2 separate regions of the Macaca mulatta genome follow, and region 2 is linked to region 1. The links are chromatin contacts, called in public Hi-C maps. All regions are on one chromosome and are shown on one strand. Each heading gives the region's core, a stretch centred on a gene start, on an enhancer-like site or on the middle of the called end of the contact. The rest is flanking DNA. Distances are from core to core; before and after follow the strand shown. Region 1 holds the start of CDKAL1 (CDK5 regulatory subunit associated protein 1 like 1). Region 2 holds the start of E2F3 (E2F transcription factor 3).

What was found. A called contact is a pair of places that touch in the nucleus more often than the background predicts.
Region 2: a Hi-C map of fetal cortical plate shows a contact between it and region 1, with 2.6 times the contacts expected there. The contact joins the promoter of E2F3 here to the promoter of CDKAL1 in region 1. A contact is called at or near these places in 6 of 14 Hi-C or Micro-C datasets (CD4 T cells, cortical neurons, fetal cortex germinal zone and 3 more).

Annotation. Positions count from the first base shown.
Region 1 is chr4:162,593,110-162,598,604 of T2T-MMU8v2.0, reverse strand. It overlaps CDKAL1 (CDK5 regulatory subunit associated protein 1 like 1), which reads left to right and starts at 1,470. Exons shown (of 16, transcript XM_001098819.5): 1 at 1,470-1,587; 2 at 2,355-2,398.
Region 2 is chr4:162,725,493-162,730,685 of T2T-MMU8v2.0, reverse strand. E2F3 (E2F transcription factor 3) reads left to right here and starts at 2,317. Exons shown (of 7, transcript XM_078001349.1): 1 at 2,317-3,063. The coding sequence starts at 2,671.

The DNA of each region.
Region 1 (5,495 bases), core at 221-2,720:
TGAGGCTAGGAGGCGGAGGTTGCAGTGAGCTGTCATTGTAACACTGCACTCCAGCCTGGGTGACAGAAGAAGACCGTATCTAAAAAAAAAAAAAAAAAAAAAAAAAAAGTAGGGCAACATAAATACACAATTTTAATTCAGATGGGTAAAGACAATAGTGGATCCCAGGGCACTGTTTAGATTATGTTATGGATATGAATAAACAGAGAAAAGGGTGGCTTTTTTTCTTAAAACTATATTTTAGAGACAGGGTCTCACTGTGTTGCCCAGGCTGTTTTCAAACTTCTGAGCTCAAGTGATCCTCCCACATCAGCCTCTTGAGTAGATGGATGGCATTTTAATTAGATGAAATTGTACTAGCAGAAGCATTTGCAAAACAAAGTAATTGCCCCAAATCACTGTGAAACCCTAAGTCAGGCATTAAACTCACGATTTCTGACCCTTGTTCACGAACTACTGCCTCCTATTGCCTTTACTTTTTTAAGTAAAGATATTCTTCTGGTAAACGCATGGTCAAATACAGTGTCTTGGGTAATGAATACTAAAGTGAGATAACATATGTGGAGCAAGCGGGTGAGAATTCGTATTCCATGAAAGTATTTTCTTTTTTTTTTTTTGAGACGGAGTCTTGCTCTGTCGCCCAGGCTGGAATGCAGTGGCCGGATCTCAGCTAACCGCAAGCTCCGCCTCCCGGGTTTACGCCATTCTCCTGCTTCAGCCTCCCAAGTAGCTGGAACTACAGGCGCCCGCCACCTCGTCCGGCTAGTTTTTCTTGTATTTTTTAGTAGAGACGGGGTTTCACCGTGTTAGCCAGGATGGTCTCGATCTCCTGACATCGTGATCCGCCAGTCTCGGCCTCCCAAAGTGCTGGGATTACAGGCTTGAGCCACCGCGCCCGGCCGAAAGTATTTTCTTTCCATAGGTGTCTGCTAAACTACCATCTAAGTTTTCCAAAACAAAAAACAAAAAAACTTGCGTGGTGGTAAATAATGTATATTAAGCGAAACCTACCAACTGACCTTTATCCTTTCCTTCCTGTTTTTTAATATTAAAGAAGAGACCTCTTCACAAACGATTGAGGAGGCTAGTAAAATGCAGTGAAAAGAGCAAGTTCTTTGGGAGTCAGACAGCATCGGATCCAGCCCACGGGGCAGCACGACTAGTAGAGTAACTTAGATTAAGTCCTTAAACTTCCAGTGTCCGCTTTTGTAAAATGGGAATAATAACAATAAATAAATAGTGAAATAATGTTTATGCAAAGTACTTAGCACAGTGTCTAACACATAAGAGCTTAGGAGAAGTTGGCTATTAAGCGTATCTAGGAACCCGAGGACTTGGGGTTGTTATTTTAGTTCTTGGAATCAAAGGAACTTGAAGCGTAATCATTCCTAAACTAAGTTAAACCAGAACCAGCCCTTTCAGCAATGATGTAATTTGATCTCTTCGGGCCACCGTCGCTGAGCATGCGTAAATAAACGTGGCGGGACGTATGTGTCATGGCGCTCTCCATCTAAAGTCTGTGCAGTTTCCGGAGAGTGGCGGGTTGATTCTCTCACTTTGGACTGGTTTTTACTTCCCGACTTCTGGGTAAGGGTGGCGGTTGGGTCCATGTGGGGCAGAGTGTGGCGACGGCTCCTTTTATGGCAAGCCTTGTTTCTCCAGTTTCAGTCTTTCTTGGGCTGTTTGCAAAATTGTTTCGCAGTTAAAAGGGGGATTTGCCAGCTGGGATGGGGGAATTGGGAGGCAGATGGGGCTTCCAGGAGCGAGGGTAGGGTCGTTGGCCTCAGGTGCCGCTCTCCAGTTAGTAATATTTTGGGCACCTCGTTCCTTATTGTCAAATTTAACTTCATTTGTTCTCCCACTTTATACCTTAGTGAATTTGTAGATGTGACAGGGCTTTCGCAGTTACATAGCTTTCCCAGATCAGTATCTTAAGAATTTAAGCAGAAGTTATTGAGAAAAGCAGATGTCTTGCTTTTTCACTTTTCGTTCTTCTTTGCTCATAAAACCTTTTTCTGAATCTCGGGACGACAGTTATCTTTCGAATGGAACGTGATCTGGATGTCTGCCTATTTACTGACTTATTCCTGTTTTGTAGTGGTTGGTTACTCGCACTATGCAGACGTGTTGTAGTGCTGAATACAACATTACTACAGCCACTGGATCACAGTCACGGCAGATGTCAGCACACCTGTTGTAATCAGTAAGAAGTTACAAGTAGTATGGAGCATCATTAATCCTGCTGTATAAAGCAGTCTTTTTTGGAGTCTGATTCCTTTTAAGTAAAGAATCCTTACAGTGGTTTTGTGAACTTCTTTGGTGCTTGCTTTTCCTAATCAATTTTTATTTTCCAGACTCATCTTTCAAGAGGACTTTAGATTAATTGCAGATAATTAAGGTACTGATTTATTTTAAACCTTTTATGTTTGAGTGCTGTACCTATTTCTGCATATTAGAAAATGCAGAGAGGTAGCTTAATTTCTTAGCTATTTGCCACTATCGTGTTATGGAACCATTGTCCTTTACATACCACTAAATTGAAGAGATATTTTCATTTATTTTACTTAACCTTTCGTTTTCATTCACCAGCATTGACCATGTCCACTTTTTTGACATGCCCTCTTCCTTTGCCTTCCATGGCCCATGGATTTTTTTCCTTCTCTGGTGGCTGCTTCTTGGAATCCATTATAAGCTGATTTTCCTTTATATGAGAGTTAAATTTGGAGTCTCTCAAGTCGTGGTCTTGTACCTTCTCCTACCTCTGTTCTCTTTTTCTTTCCCTCTGGGTGATGTAATCCACATGCCTGTCAACAATTATTTGTCTTTTTGATTCTACCCATCCTAATGGGTATGAAATGGTATATTATTGTGGTTTGGATTTCCATTTCCCTGATGGCTCATTATGTTGACATCTTTTCACGTGCTTATCAGCCATTTGTATGTGTGTGTTTTTGAGACAGGGCTTCCCTGTGTCACCCAGGCCAGAGTGCAATGGCTCGATTACAACTCACTGCAGCCTTGACCACCTGGTCTCAAGTGATCCCACTTCAGCCTCCCAAGTAGCTGGGACTATAGGTGCATGCCACCATGCCCGGCTAATTTTTACTGTTTTTTTTTTTTTTTTTTTTTTTTTTTTTGGAGAGATAGGGTCTGTGTTGCCTAGGCTCTGGCCCTGTACTCCTGGTCTGAAGTGATCCTCCCACCTTGACTTCCCAGTGTTGGGATTATAGGCATGAGCCACTGCACCTGGCCCATTTCTATATCTTCTTCATCTAATCTGTTTTTCCTTTTGTTGCTTGTGCTTTTGGTTTCTTAGCTAAGAAAGGAGGGCCTACTCTAACATCATAAAGATTTGTACTTATGTTTTTTTCTAAAAGTTTCATAATGTTAGCTCCTAAATTTAGGTATTTGATCCATTTTCAGTTAATTTTTTGTATATGATGTGAAATAGAGCTCCAACTTTATTTTTTACATGTTGCTATCCAGTTGTCCCAGCATCATTTGTTGAAAAAAACCTATTCTTTCTCTGTTGAATTGTCTTGGCATCTTTGTTGAAAATCAGTTGACTAGGTTATGTATATTTGACATGCATTCTAGGTGGTTTTTATGAAAGAATAATTCTGGGACAGTGATTGTCAAACTTTAATTCAGATCAGAATCACCTAGAGGGCCTGTTAAATATTGCTAGGTTTTACTCAAAACATCTGATTCAGTATGTCTGGAGTGGGGTTCAAGAATTTTCATTTCTGGCTGGGCATGGTGGCTCATACCTGTAATCCCATACTTTGGGAGACCAAGATGGGAGGAGTTTGAGAGCAGCCTGGACAACAAAGTGAGACCTTGTTTTTACAAAAAAATTGAGAAAGAAAGAAAAAATGTTCATTTCTGACAAGTTCCCCATGATGCTACTCCAGCTGATGTGGAAATTACACTTTGAAAACTACTGGACAGGCCGGGTGCGGTGGCTCAAGCCTGTAATCCCAGCACTTTGGGAGGCCGAGATGGGCGGATCACGAGGTCAGGAGATCAAGACCATCCTGGCTAACACGGTGAAACCCCGTCTCTACTAAAAAATACAAAAAACTAGCCGGGCGCGGTGGCGGGCGCCTGTAGTCCCAGCTACTTGGGAGGCTGAGGCAGGAGAATGGCGTGAACCCGGGAGGCGGAGCTTGCAGTGAGCTGAGATCCGGCCACTGCACTCCAGCCTGGGCGGCAGAGCGAGACTCCGTCTCAAAAAAAAAAAAAAAACAAACAAACAAACAAAAAAAACTACTGGACATTGCTTTGCAATTGTGGCTGTACACATGAGAATGACTGGAAAGTTTTAAAAAGATATTGAGGCCCAGGCTCCATTCTCAGAGATTCATTCCGCTATCTTGGGGCTTAGTTGGGAATTTTCTTTTTTTTTTTTTTTTGTTTTGAGACAGAGTCTTGCTCTTTTGCCCAGGCTGGAGTGCAGTGGCGTGATCTCAGCTCACTGCAAGCTTAGTTGGGAATTTTCAAAAGCTCTTCAGGTGAATAGAATGAGTGTTCAAGATTGAGAACCATTACTGTAGAATAGTGGTTCTTAATTAGGAATCTATAGTGGAATTATCTGGACAGTTTCTAGGTTCACGTGCTTCACTACTCTTGGAGATTCTAATTCAGAATGGAACCTGGAGATTTGCTACGATAAAAAACTTCCCGCCGGGCGCAGTGGCTCACGCCTGTAATCCCAGCACTTTGGAAGTCGGGCAGATCACCTGAGGTCGGGAGTTCAAGACCAGCCTGACCAACATGGTGAAACCCCCGTCTCTACTAAAAATACAAAATTAGATGGGCATGGTGGCAGGTGCCTGTAATCCCAGCTACTCGGGAGGCTGAGGCAGGAGAATTGCTTGAACCCAGGAGGCACAGGTTGCAGTGAGCCGAGATTGTGCCATTGCACTCCAGCCTGGGCAACAAGAGTAAAACTCTCTCATAATTAAAAAAAAAAAGAAAAAGCCTCCCTAATAACTCACCTGTGTAAGTAACTGCTGCTCTAGGATATTGCATCCTCTTTCTTACCATTTTCGGTATTTTCCTTTTCACTGACTCTATTTTATTCCCTTTATCAAATTTGATTTCCTCTACCTTTGAGAAAAAGTTTTAGTGATCCTTTTTCTCCATTTAGCTATTATGCTGCTTTCCTTTTATTCTCAAACTTTCATTTCCATATGATTTAATTAAAAATTTCTGAAGGCTAAACAATTCCCTCTGTCAGTTCAAAGTAAAATCTTTAGCTTATTAATAGTGATGAGGGAGATTATTTAGGTACTTATGATATATAGCCAGGTTTATGCTGCATAATGCTGATATGTAGTGTTACATTTATCTTTTTTGAGTGAGTATCTCCAAGTGAAATTGCTGGCTCAAAGGATATACATATGTTTGATATATATTGTCAGGTTGCCCTCCAGAAGGGGTGTACCAGTTTTTCTATGCTTTCAGCTAACAGAGTTTTTGTCAGCTTTTTA
Region 2 (5,193 bases), core at 1,068-3,567, 130 kb before region 1:
AAAAACTTGGGTAAGATAGATTGATAAATATCTCAAAGCTTTCTAAAGCAGAATTGCAGGTGTGGGTCTAGAGCGTGAACACTTGCTTTCTTGTGGCTGTGTCATATTTATCTTACTGCAATCACTTGTGGGGAGCTCAAGCCGGAATTCTATGCACAGTCCCAGTCCCAGGCTGGTCTCTAATCATAAGGCGCAGGTCTATAATTACTGTGTATGTTGCACCACTCTTCCCTCACAACCCCCACTACTGCCACCAAATGCATGCTGCCAGTGATGTTCTGCAGATGGTAATATCCAAGTAGTGACAGTACTAGTTTCCTCCACAGGTATATCCATAGAGGAAAGCAACACTGATGGAACAAGAGCAGGGAAGCTGCTGGTATATTACTCATGCCCTGAGTACCACTTAATCTGCCCTAAAGATAGTATCACTTCTGGCCAGGCACGGTGGCTCACACCTGTAATCCCAGTTTGGGAGGCCAAGGCAGGGTCACGAGTTCAATACCAGCCTGGCCAACATGATGAAACCCTGTCTCTACTAAAAATACAAAAATTAGCTGGGCGTGGTGGCATGTACCTGTAGTCCCAGCTACTCAGGAAGCTGAGGCAGAAGAATCACTTGAACCCGGGAGGCAGAGGTTGCAGTGAGCTGAGATCACGCCATGGCACTCCAGCCTGGGCGACAAGAGCGAGACTCTGTCTCAAAAAAAATAAAATAAGAAGATAGTGTCACTTCTACCAGTGTCAACAAATGTATGTTTAGGGCTATGGATCCTCAACTAGCCTGAATGTAAGACTAAAATATTCCTGAGCCTGGTGCAAGGTTTAATGGAACTTTTAACTCATCTGTTTCAGAAAAGGTAATAAGGCTAAATTATTAAGGAGTCCTAGCCTGAGCTGACACATCTTGTCAGGTGTTTCATAGCACTCTGAGTAGGAGTTTTGGGAAATTAATAATAATGAAAATCTTGTGAAAGGGCTCAAGGTGTTGCAATCCTCATCACCTATGAGCACCAATTTGCAGCTGTTTTGCACATAACTATAAATTATGACCTAGTCTCTACATATATACCTTTCCCCACATTCCTGCAGGGGTCTCTCTTCCTGCTCAGTCTCAGGAGCAAGCTTTAATTTTAAGACACTTGAATACTTGAACAAATTCAGGGGTCAGTTTGACAATCATTTTATATTTTTCTAGTTTACTTAAAACTAGATAATTTCTAGTTTACTTAAAAACAACAACACTATTTTAAAAATACTTTGGGATAGGTTTGAGTCGTGTTTGCTTCCAGTCAGAGAACTTCTTACAAAACTAAAGATACAAAGTGCTGATGCCCGGGCGTGCCAGCGTTTGTTGGGGGCACGACGTCATCGTGGGAAGCGTGTATTTTTTCGGATTACTGCTTGGCGGATTAGAAACCCGCAGATCAGTTCTAGGTTAGCCCTGATTAACTGCCCTAGGTGTTTCTGGGCCAGAGGGAATATCTGCCGGACTCAAACCAATACTCGTCGTAAGACAAAGGAGTTAATTTGTACTTTACCCCTATCCAGGCTAATAATGAAGGTACCGGGAATGATCTGGAATGTTAACTGGTGCCCGCAATCGCGTCTGCTGAACCTTCTGCCCCCACGATTCTGTCTGCCCACATGCTTCTGTCTATCAGCCCCGGCCTCGGGATCAGCTCTCGCCGCGTCATTGGTTGGATTTCAGAAAGGGAGAAGCCCACGATTTAAAGGGCTCCTTTTCCACCTGCCAGGCGTAGTCCGCATGGTCCAACTTGCCTTTGGCACACATTTGGAAGAATCTCGTGCTGCTGTTCGTATATTGCACTGACTGGTCAAAGGAAAGAGAGTGTTCCCTTAGTCACCTTGACAATTTCCAAAAGCGAAACTTGCGCTCTAGACTAGATCTACACTGAGTCTGCGGGGCGCGGAGTCCCTGCCCAGGTCAGTAGAGCCGGCCCGGCGGGGGGGCGGGGACAGGGGCGGAGCCTAGGCCAGGCGTGGTCTTCCGTGGGAGAGAAGGAAAGTCTTTGCCCCACCCCCTAAAAACTGCTCTTCTCCCAGCCAATCAAGGAGACCTATGCAAATAGGGTCCCTGTCGCCCCGGTAACCATGATGCACGGCAGCCAATGGAAACCTGCAAATCGCGGCCCTGCTCCACGATTGGAACTAAAGTAAGGAGCTAGAGGCCCAATGGGCTGTGGGAACGGTCCTCGGCGGGTTGAGGGGCGGGGATATGCAAATATGGTTTGAAAAGCCGGCGGGAAATCCGAGTTTCGCGGGAGGACCTTGGCGCGTAAACCGTATCCCTTCATTCATTGTCAGCAGCAGCTTCCTGGAGCCATTTTTCAGCTGCCGGCCGCAGCACCCGGGCTGCCGCCGCCGCCTCGCAATCCGTTGCATCGGCCGCCCCCGACGCCTCCATCCCCGCTTGGGGCCCGATATCCGTGCGGCCGGGACCCTCCTCTCTCCAGAGCCCCGATTATTTTTGGCCCCCGGGGCCTGTGCGGTGCGGAAAAATAAAAAGAAAAGAGAGAGAGGGGGCTCGGAAGCGCCGGGCGGGGAGGAGAGAAGGAGGAGAGACTTGGAAACTCCGACTGCAAATAATAAAGAAATTGAAAACAATACATTAATATACCATAACACTAAAAAGAGCAGGAGCGAGAGATGAGAAAGGGGATCCAGCCCGCTCTGGAGCAGTACCTGGTGACCGCCGGGGGTGGGGAGGGGGCGGCTGTCGTCGCCGCCGCCGCTGCAGCCTCCATGGACAAAAGGGCACTGCTAGCCAGCCCCGGCTTCGCCGCCGCCGCCGCCGCTGCCGCCGCCCCGGGCGCGTACATCCAGATCCTCACCACGAACACTTCCACCACCTCCTGTTCCTCCTCCCTCCAAAGCGGCGCCGTAGCCGCCGGCCCCCTCCTCCCCAGTGCCCCCGGCGCGGAGCAGACCGCCGGCAGCCTCCTCTACACCACGCCGCACGGACCCTCCAGCAGAGCCGGGCTGCTGCAGCAGCCACCAGCCCTGGGACGCGGCGGCAGCGGCGGCGGCGGCGGCCCTCCGGTAATACCCTCCCTCCCCACCGTCCCCAGCCCCGGCGGGAGGTGGGCTCGCACCGCGCGGGGTCGTGGGCGCGCTGCGGACCGCTCAGGGAGAGCAGTGGGCCGAGCATCGTGGGCCTTGGGGGCTGCCCCTCCAACGAGGGTTCATTGTTAGACCTGAGTGCTCTCCCCGGCGCCAGGAGGGTCGGGGGGCTCGGCCAGGCGCGCGGGGCGGCGGGGATTGCCTTGGCGCGAACCACATCAAACACTCCAAAACTTTTCGCGGCCCCCCCTTCTTTTCCTGCACTTTTCCCTACCCCCACTCTCCCTTCCCCTCCAACCCGAAGCTTCCTCTTTCTCGGGCGTAGGAAGGGGTCACGCCCCGGATGGAGAAGGGGGTGGGGGAGGGAGCAGTGAACTGGGGTGTGGGGGGCTCTGAAGGGTGGAAACCGGGGGACTGTTGGGGTGCTCGCCCCCAGTCTGCCTTGAAGGCTCGTTGGCGGCCGGGGGTCCCTGCGGCGTGCTCGGAGCGCAGGGGATCGGCGGGGCTGCGCTTGACACATTTTAGGATCAGTAACTCCCAGCAACAAAGGGGCTGGGGGAGGTGGAGGGGAGTCGGGCGTGGGGGAGGTGGGGCTGGAAGCCGGGTGCGGACTGGGGCGTGGGCTGTCTGGGGTGAGGGGCTTGCCGGCTGGCGCTCTGGCCTGGGCGCATCCTGGTGGTGGCAGCGGCGGCGCCCGCGTGGCCCGAGCGCCCAGGCCTTCCTCGCCGGGCCCCGGGCCTGCCCTTGACCCGCCTCTCCCCTTGCCCCTTCCTTCCCCGCCCTGTCCCCCTCTCCGCCCCCCGGCGACGGAGGGCGGGGGCAGCCGGGTTCCCGTCCCGCCGCCTGGGTCTGTCCCTCTCTCCGGGACCCGCCGGTGACGTTTCGCACACGTGCGCGCAGGACGCGCCTGTGACTGGGGAGGAGGCGGCGGCGGGAGGGGGCGCTGGAGGGGGAGAGGGGGGCACCCACTTCCTCCTGCTCGCCGGCTCCCTGGCCTGGGACGGTCCCGGCGCCCTCGCACCCGCCCCCGGCACCGCCACCCTCCCTCTCCTCTCCCCACCCCCCCACCGGCGCCCGCCCTCGCCCTGCGCCGCCGGTCTGTTCGGCCCTCCGGGCCCCCTCTCCAGCCGGCCCCCCACCTCCCCCCGGAGCCAGGCTGGTTTCGGAAATGCCCTTACAGCAGCAGGTTAGTGACCGGGACGGCTCGGGGGCCGCCGACGCCGCGGGGGCACCGGATTCTGTTGGGGGCTGAAGCGGTGAGGGTAGGCGGTTGAGCGGGGTTTTGGAGTGGGAACGGGGGGTTGGGTGCTCGAGGGAAATGAGTAAGCAAGAAAAATCTAACTAAGTAAATGCCCCGGCCTCCGGTTCTAGGAACCTCGGGGCGGGAGTGTCTGCCCCAGGGGGTGGGTATGGTGTTTACGTGGATTTTTTTTCTAGGGGGCAGATGGATGGGCGATAGAAAACCGGAGGGGGCTTCTCGCCAATGGCCGAGTTGAGCTCTGTTTTCTGTCTTCCTTCCCTTGTGCTGGAGGGGGAGGGGGGCGGGTCAGAGGGTAGGGTGTCTGTAGGATTCCCAGGCCACCCGCCACCCCCTCCCTTTGTCCCTGTAATTTATAAAGCGCCTTTGAGAGATGATTTAGGTCAGTATGCGGCTTCTCTTTTTGTTGGTACTAGAAAGAAGTGTGGCCCGGAGGTCTCCCCTTTCTCCTTTTCTCTCCTTCATTCCCTTCCTCCATGCCTCCGGGTCCTCACCTCGTGGTGAGGCTTGGCCTCCACGGGGCTAGAACCAAACCAGACTCAGATCCATGGTAGTCTGATCATACCAGGCGTGGACCTCACCTTGTCTCCGCTCCAAATGGGTTTAATTTTTGGAGAATCAAGATTTTGCGGGAGTCTTGAAGAAAGTCAGCACATAGGCAGCACTTTGGGAAATGGGATGGGTTTGGGAATAATGAGGCGTTTTTTATTTCTTTCGTGTTCCCAATTTCTCCCCGGGTTCGGTCTTAACTGCTTTCCAGCCCCAGAGATACTTGCTGGGCATGTGTGATGTAGTCTTAGTCAAAGAAGCTCATCGTTTTTTTAGTGACTAGGGTCTGCCAGCAGGGGGGA